Linked DNA regions of Rattus norvegicus: region 2 is linked to region 1. Evidence: chromatin contacts called from public Hi-C data. All regions are on one chromosome and are shown on one strand. Each heading gives the region's core, a stretch centred on a gene start, on an enhancer-like site or on the middle of the called end of the contact. The rest is flanking DNA. Distances are from core to core; before and after follow the strand shown. Region 1 holds the start of Nup107 (nucleoporin 107). Region 2 has its middle 79 kb from the start of Mdm1.

Evidence for each region. Hi-C and Micro-C count contacts between places; a contact is called where the count stands out from the background.
Region 2: a Hi-C map of psoas muscle shows a contact between it and region 1, with 1.8 times the contacts expected there. The contact joins the enhancer-like site here to the promoter of Nup107 in region 1. A contact is called at or near these places in 1 of 12 Hi-C or Micro-C datasets (psoas muscle) and 1 of 1 datasets of contacts at active chromatin or transcription factors (oligodendrocytes).

Annotation. Positions count from the first base shown.
Region 1 is chr7:55,282,572-55,285,589 of GRCr8, reverse strand. It overlaps Nup107 (nucleoporin 107), which reads left to right and starts at 1,381. Exons shown (of 28, transcript NM_053830.2): 1 at 1,381-1,456. The coding sequence starts at 1,449.
Region 2 is chr7:55,545,040-55,547,931 of GRCr8, reverse strand. No RefSeq gene overlaps it. Among named protein-coding and RNA genes, the nearest start is that of Mdm1, 79 kb to the left of the region's middle. Within about 2 kb of position 1,436, at least 20 of the 93 cell types and tissues checked have an H3K27ac peak or open chromatin away from gene starts, as enhancers often do.

The DNA of each region.
Region 1 (3,018 bases), core at 132-2,631:
GATCCAGAGGCACCTGGAAGTGTCCAGAACAGAGAAAAGAGAAACAAACTGGACACAGCCAGGGCTGGGGAAGCCAGAGATAGGAAAAGTCTCATTAGCAGGAGATAGGAAGTAGCCTGGGGGTCAGCACAGAACACACCAGGACACCAAATTCTCAGCACAAAGGAAAAGGTGTTCCCTCCAGGTCTGCCAAAGAAAGCAGCAGGTTCCTCTGCAGGAGTGGTCTTTAAGGAGAAAAGACTCTGTTAGGGTGAGTTGGTAAGTCCTGAGTGGACACATTAGCCAGTTAGTGGATTTTGATAGTTGGACCTTGGAGTTTTAGTCAGGCATAAGGGGCCAAATAAGGGAAGAGACCTTGGTGGGTAGGTTTAGGAATGTAATCTAACGGTTTAGCAAGGGAGAGGCTATGGGAGAGGGTCACACCTGCTGGTGTTGTGTCTGCAATGCCTGGGCCTGTTAGAGCACTTCAAGATAGTTTTGTGATCGAGATGAGAGAACAGAACATAGAAATTAGTGCAGAGTCGGGATTGTGAGGTCAATAGCTAAGAAGACCAATGGAAAACGCGTTTCACAAAGTCCTGAGTAATGCTGGCTTTTATCTAACTGCCAGAAATCCTATGGTTCAGCTAGAGCTCATTTCTAGACATTTGGAGGGCCTGAGACCTAACACTCTGAGGTGCTGGAATGAGTAAGTATCCTCACCCCCAAAACTTTTAAAATTTAAAATAATAATAATAATAATAATAATAATAATAATAATAATAGTAATAGTCAGGCTTTCTTAGTGCAGGCTTGCTTCAAAATCATGGTGATCCTCCTGCCTCAACTTCCCCAAATGTTGGTATTACAGGCCGTGAACCCATGTGGTTTTTTTATGCTTTGCTCTTTTTGGATTTCTTTTAAAAAAACGGCTGATACTGTAAAAGAGAAATAAATTACAATAGGAAACAACCTCAAAACCCGTCCAGTGAGGCTACACCACAGTTTAGGGAAAGAGACGAGCGCCACGAGCCAGGCCAGATCCTGTAGAGTGGCGCAGAACCGCAAACCGGAACGCTGAGGCCAGACTCTTTACAACAAATTCCTCAGTCCAGGTTACAGATTTCCGGCTTCCCAGAAGGACGCCCCCACCCAGACCACGCCCACAACTCCCTCTCCTCACCACACTCAGACTCCGCCCTCGTTCCCGCCCCCTTCCTGCCTGGCAACACCGCCCAGCCACGCAGTCACGCACTGGCACACTTCCGCGCCTGCGCCACTGGACCTGCGACAGTAGACGAAAGTTGCGCATGCGCCGAATAAGAAAAATTCGTTCTTTGGGGCTGGCTTAGCCAGAGCGGTGCTTCCGGGTCGAAGGGTTTGCTTCCGGAGAGCGGGAAGGCTGAAACGCGGTGGCTGGACTGTAATCAAAGTTGCAAGGTTCTATCTAGGTGGAGACGGCTGCGGCCATGGACAGGTCAGTCCTGATGGGGACGCCTCGGCCAAGACTGTGGCTCTCGCCTGTTAGCGACCTAACTACCTCTGCTGGAAGCGGAGGAGGAGCCGAGGTCTGCCCATTCAGTCATTCCTTCACCCTGCCAGGATTTGGCCCCTGGTGGAGGGATGGGCGCTTGACGTGACTGGAGCGGGGACGCAGAGAATGCGTATCCCCGCGTTCCACCCCGCGCCTCCGGGGTCTCGTCGGCGCTCGCTCCTCGCCGTTCGCTCCGAAGTGTGCGGGGTCGGTGGTGGTCCGGCATTCGAAATGCTAAGTGAGCAGTCCGAGGTCACAGCCATCAGCCACTCTTGACAGCTCAGTCTCCAGATTTTCTGAGTGGTTTTATTGTGGTTATTATTTCGTATCAGTTGTACATTATTGGGTATCATGGTGGTCAGCCTAGACTTTTAAAGTGCCACCACCAGGTAGTTAAATTTCTTATGTGATCAGGTGATTTGTGCCCGCCTGAGACAAAGATGGGTTGTTCAAGGCACTTGGCATTGGAGAGTAGATCGTGTAGTGAAGACAGCCAAGCAATGTAATACGATGTATTATGCTGTACTGCGGGGAAAATAAATGAAGGAGACGTTAAATTCCCCCTGTCGTGGGAGTTTCAGGGAAACCTGTAAAGTAACTTGCTAGCTGGTCTTTGGAGTAATAATAGCATATTGACACTGAAAACATTGTGCTAGGGTTTAATCTTATGTGTGTTCCTTAAGCTTTAAGTAGCACATTTAGTTTTAAACAATCCCCTGAGGATTTTATCTATTCAGAACAGTGAGCCTGTAAGAGATTTAAGGAACTACATAGTTAAATAGAGCCAAGTTATGCGGCTAGGGATATAGTGTCATTCTTTTGTTAGAGAGCAGTAAGCCTGTGAGAGATTAAGGTACCAAGTTATGGGACTGGGAATACTGCTCAGTGGTGGCTCAGTGGTTAAGTGCTTGCATAGTAAGCCTTAGGTTCTGGGGAGAAAAAAAAAAAAGAGCAAAGAGCAAGAGAGAAACAGATTACCAGCTGGGAATGTTATATCTCCATAAAGCTGTTATTTAACTTAAGTAGATGTACATCAGGTGACAGGGGAACAAATATAGACCTCTGTAAAAGAAACATACTCAGATATAAAGTCATGAAAAATGTTCATGCTTGTGTGGCTGAATGCTCACAGCCGTATGTCTGGACGAACATCGTGGGCCAGGCTAAATTGGGATGGAATTGTAAATATTACACTGGAAAGTGTGAGTTTCAGTCTGTAAGGCAGAGGAAGCTAGCGGGAGATTTCAGGTGGAAGAAAGGTATACTAGAAAAAAAGCTACATGGTTTAGTTTTTTTTTTTTTTTTTTTCTTTTCTTTTTTTTCGGAGCTGGGGACCAAACCTAGGGCCTTGCACTTGCTAGGCAAGCGCTCTACCACTGAGCTAAATCCCCAACCCCCATGGTTTAGTTTTTTTTCTTTTTTTTTTTTTTCTTTTCTTTTTTTTCGGAGCTGGGACCAAACCTAGGGCCTTGCACTTGCTAGGCAAGCGCTCTACCACTGAGCTA
Region 2 (2,892 bases), core at 187-2,686, 260 kb before region 1:
GAGGCACCACACTGAATTGAGGTGCTAGGGAAGGAAACTGAACTTTAATAGACTCAAGGAATGGGGCACAGCCACGGAGGAACTTCACCCTTCAAAGTTTCTTCTTTTATTTGACACCATCATTAACTACTCTCTGGTGCCACAGAACTCAGCCCACTGACTAGACAAAAATCATTCATGACGTCAGCCATAACAGTCCAAAGGAAGACAGGCTTCCTGGCTGAATCAGAGAGCAATTAAAGCTCCGAGGTCTCCAGAGAATGCAGTGACCCCAGCAGATTTCCTTCTTTCTGAAGCTACCTCCTCAGACTATCCAATTATAAGAGTCTGAAGAATCAGCCTGCAAAGGACTTGGTAACAGAATGAGGAAAGAAAAGAAAGATGACGGGGGGGGGGGGGGGGGGGGAGGATGACTATTAGAAATCGCACTGCAAGCAAGGAGTGTTCCACACAGGACCCAAACTGACCGCAGCAGACAGAATAACTTTGTAACATTTCTCGAAGGAGGGAGGAGGGATCCCTTTTCAGAGGATCATGTATCGGGGGAATAATGCAATACAGATAGAGTGGTGAGTGGGGCCCTGCTTCTCTTAAAGGTTTAGGAAGAAAACAGATCTATAACAACACCAGGAAAATGGGCCAAGGCTGCTTCCAAAAAGAATGTTTCCTGCATTTCTCAGACCCATCTGAAAGCCACCTGCATTCTGAACCAATTCTGCCTCTGTCTTGTAGGATCCTAGGAGTCTTACTCTTGTTCCCTACCTAGTCCCGACCTCCACAGGCAGTCTATCGGCTCTCTGTGGGCTTCCTCTTCCTCCGATTAGCCTCTCACTATATAACTTTTGCGCTGGATCCCACAGGCCTGGCAAAGCAATCTTCCCCATGCCTTGGCTTCTGCCTGGCTTCCTGACCCACGTTCAGGCGCCTGTTTCTGCTGGAACACTGCCCTGAACTTCAGCCTCCTTGGCAAGGGCACCAGCAGGCCAGCTGGCCCTCAGCCACCATCCTGTTCCTCTTGGAGACAGGACCGAGTTCTTTTCCAACCCGGATGGTACTCAAGGCTCCTCTATGGTTACTCTTCTTTTCTTGAGCACCAACTGAATATTTCCATTTTCCATTGTTCCATCTGATCCTAGTATAGACCTCCCTCCCTCCCCTTCGTGAGAACTCACAGATACCTGTGTCAGCAAAATCAAGTCCCGATTCATCGCACACCGACTCCACCCACTTTCAAATGAAAGTATATTTATTAAAAAGAAAACTGGAGGTCCAAAGACTCCAGGTTTGATGAATTCTGCAGCCTGCAGGTGTCATGAAGGATCCTTGGCTTCTCTCTTGCTCTGCTATTCCAATCGTGCAGCCTACTCTTCAGAGAGCTGCACAGCAGCCAACCTGATCAGGGGTGGGAAAGTCTCCACAGGATCCTAGGAACGATTCATGATTCATCCACTAGGAGTCCGGCCAGCCAGCTGTTGAGCTACTCACGGTGTGATCTCAGCCATAGTGGAAGAATGCACGCCACAGGGATGGAAATGGACACACACACAGTAGGAACTTTCTGGTTTGGGGAAGTGGGTTTACAGGGGGCTACTGTTGACAATCATAAATGATAAATCATAAAAAGGGATTAAATGTTATCTAGAAAGAGAATTGTTCTTATCTTTACATGCTGTTTAAACTGAGCTAAATGAACTCAGAGCCTGGAGCTCAAGAAGCAGTTGACTTAGGATTAATTTTTCTCCAGCCAGACTTAACCTGCTTTTCTCGGCAGCAAGAATGCAATGTGGGCTAACTCTCAGATTTTCTCGTAGGCACTGCTCTGCAGGCTGAGCTGAGGTTGCAAAGTTATCAGGATGAGGCGACAAGTCTGACCCTGTGCCATTGTCTACCCTGGTTTGCTCGTTGGAAGGAACCTCAAGACTCTAATCATGTCAACATGGCGTCTAAATTGCCCTCCTCTGAGTCCCATCTAGCCTCCCGGGCCTCTCTCTTCCATTAACAAAAACAAACCGTTGTCCACATACACCTAAGATTACCATGAAGAGCTAAGCTTAAATAATAAAGGAAAAAAATTTATGCAAGTTTTTATAAGCAAAACACCCCTCAGAGCCCAGGCCTTGCCTGCTGCTGCTTCATGCTACCACTGCCCAGAAAGTAAACAGAGCAAGAGGGAACATTACAGAGATTTGGGAAACAGAGAAATCATCCTTAGGTGGGCCTGAAATTTTTTTCTTTATTAATGTTTTCTACCATTAAATTTAAGTATGAGCGTGTTCAAAGATACTCAGAAGCTGAAAGGCTAACCCAGTAAATGATAGATTCCTGTTAGTAACATTAAACACCTGCCAAGTTTGCCACATTAGCCTTCTATATATTTCACTATGCATGCATGGATGTTCTTCCTACATGTATGGCTGTGCAACCCATGGTTTGGAGCTCAAAGAAGATGTTGGATCCCCTGGAACTGGAATTATAAACAATTTTGAGCTGCCATGTGTATGCTGGGAGTCAAACTCCATATATATATTTCAATTTCTATATTATATATTTCATCTGTTTTTTAAAACAAGGTTTATATAAATTGGTATTGGTTATTTTTCTGGTAGATGTAATAAAATCCTTGCCAAAATCAACTTAAGGAAGGAAGGTTTATTTTGGCTTTTAGTTTGAGGGTAAAAACCATTTCGGGAAGGAGGTCACAGCAGCAGGACGCTGAGGCCCCTGGTCACACTGCATAGTCAGTCAGAAATTAGAGAGGTCGGGGTTGACAGTCAGGCCTCTCCTTTCCCCTCAGTCTGAGACCCCAGCCCATGGGACAGTGGCATCCACATTTGGGGTGAGTCTTCCTGGCTCTGTTAAACCTTTCTGAAAACATCTTCACGTGTTTCCATA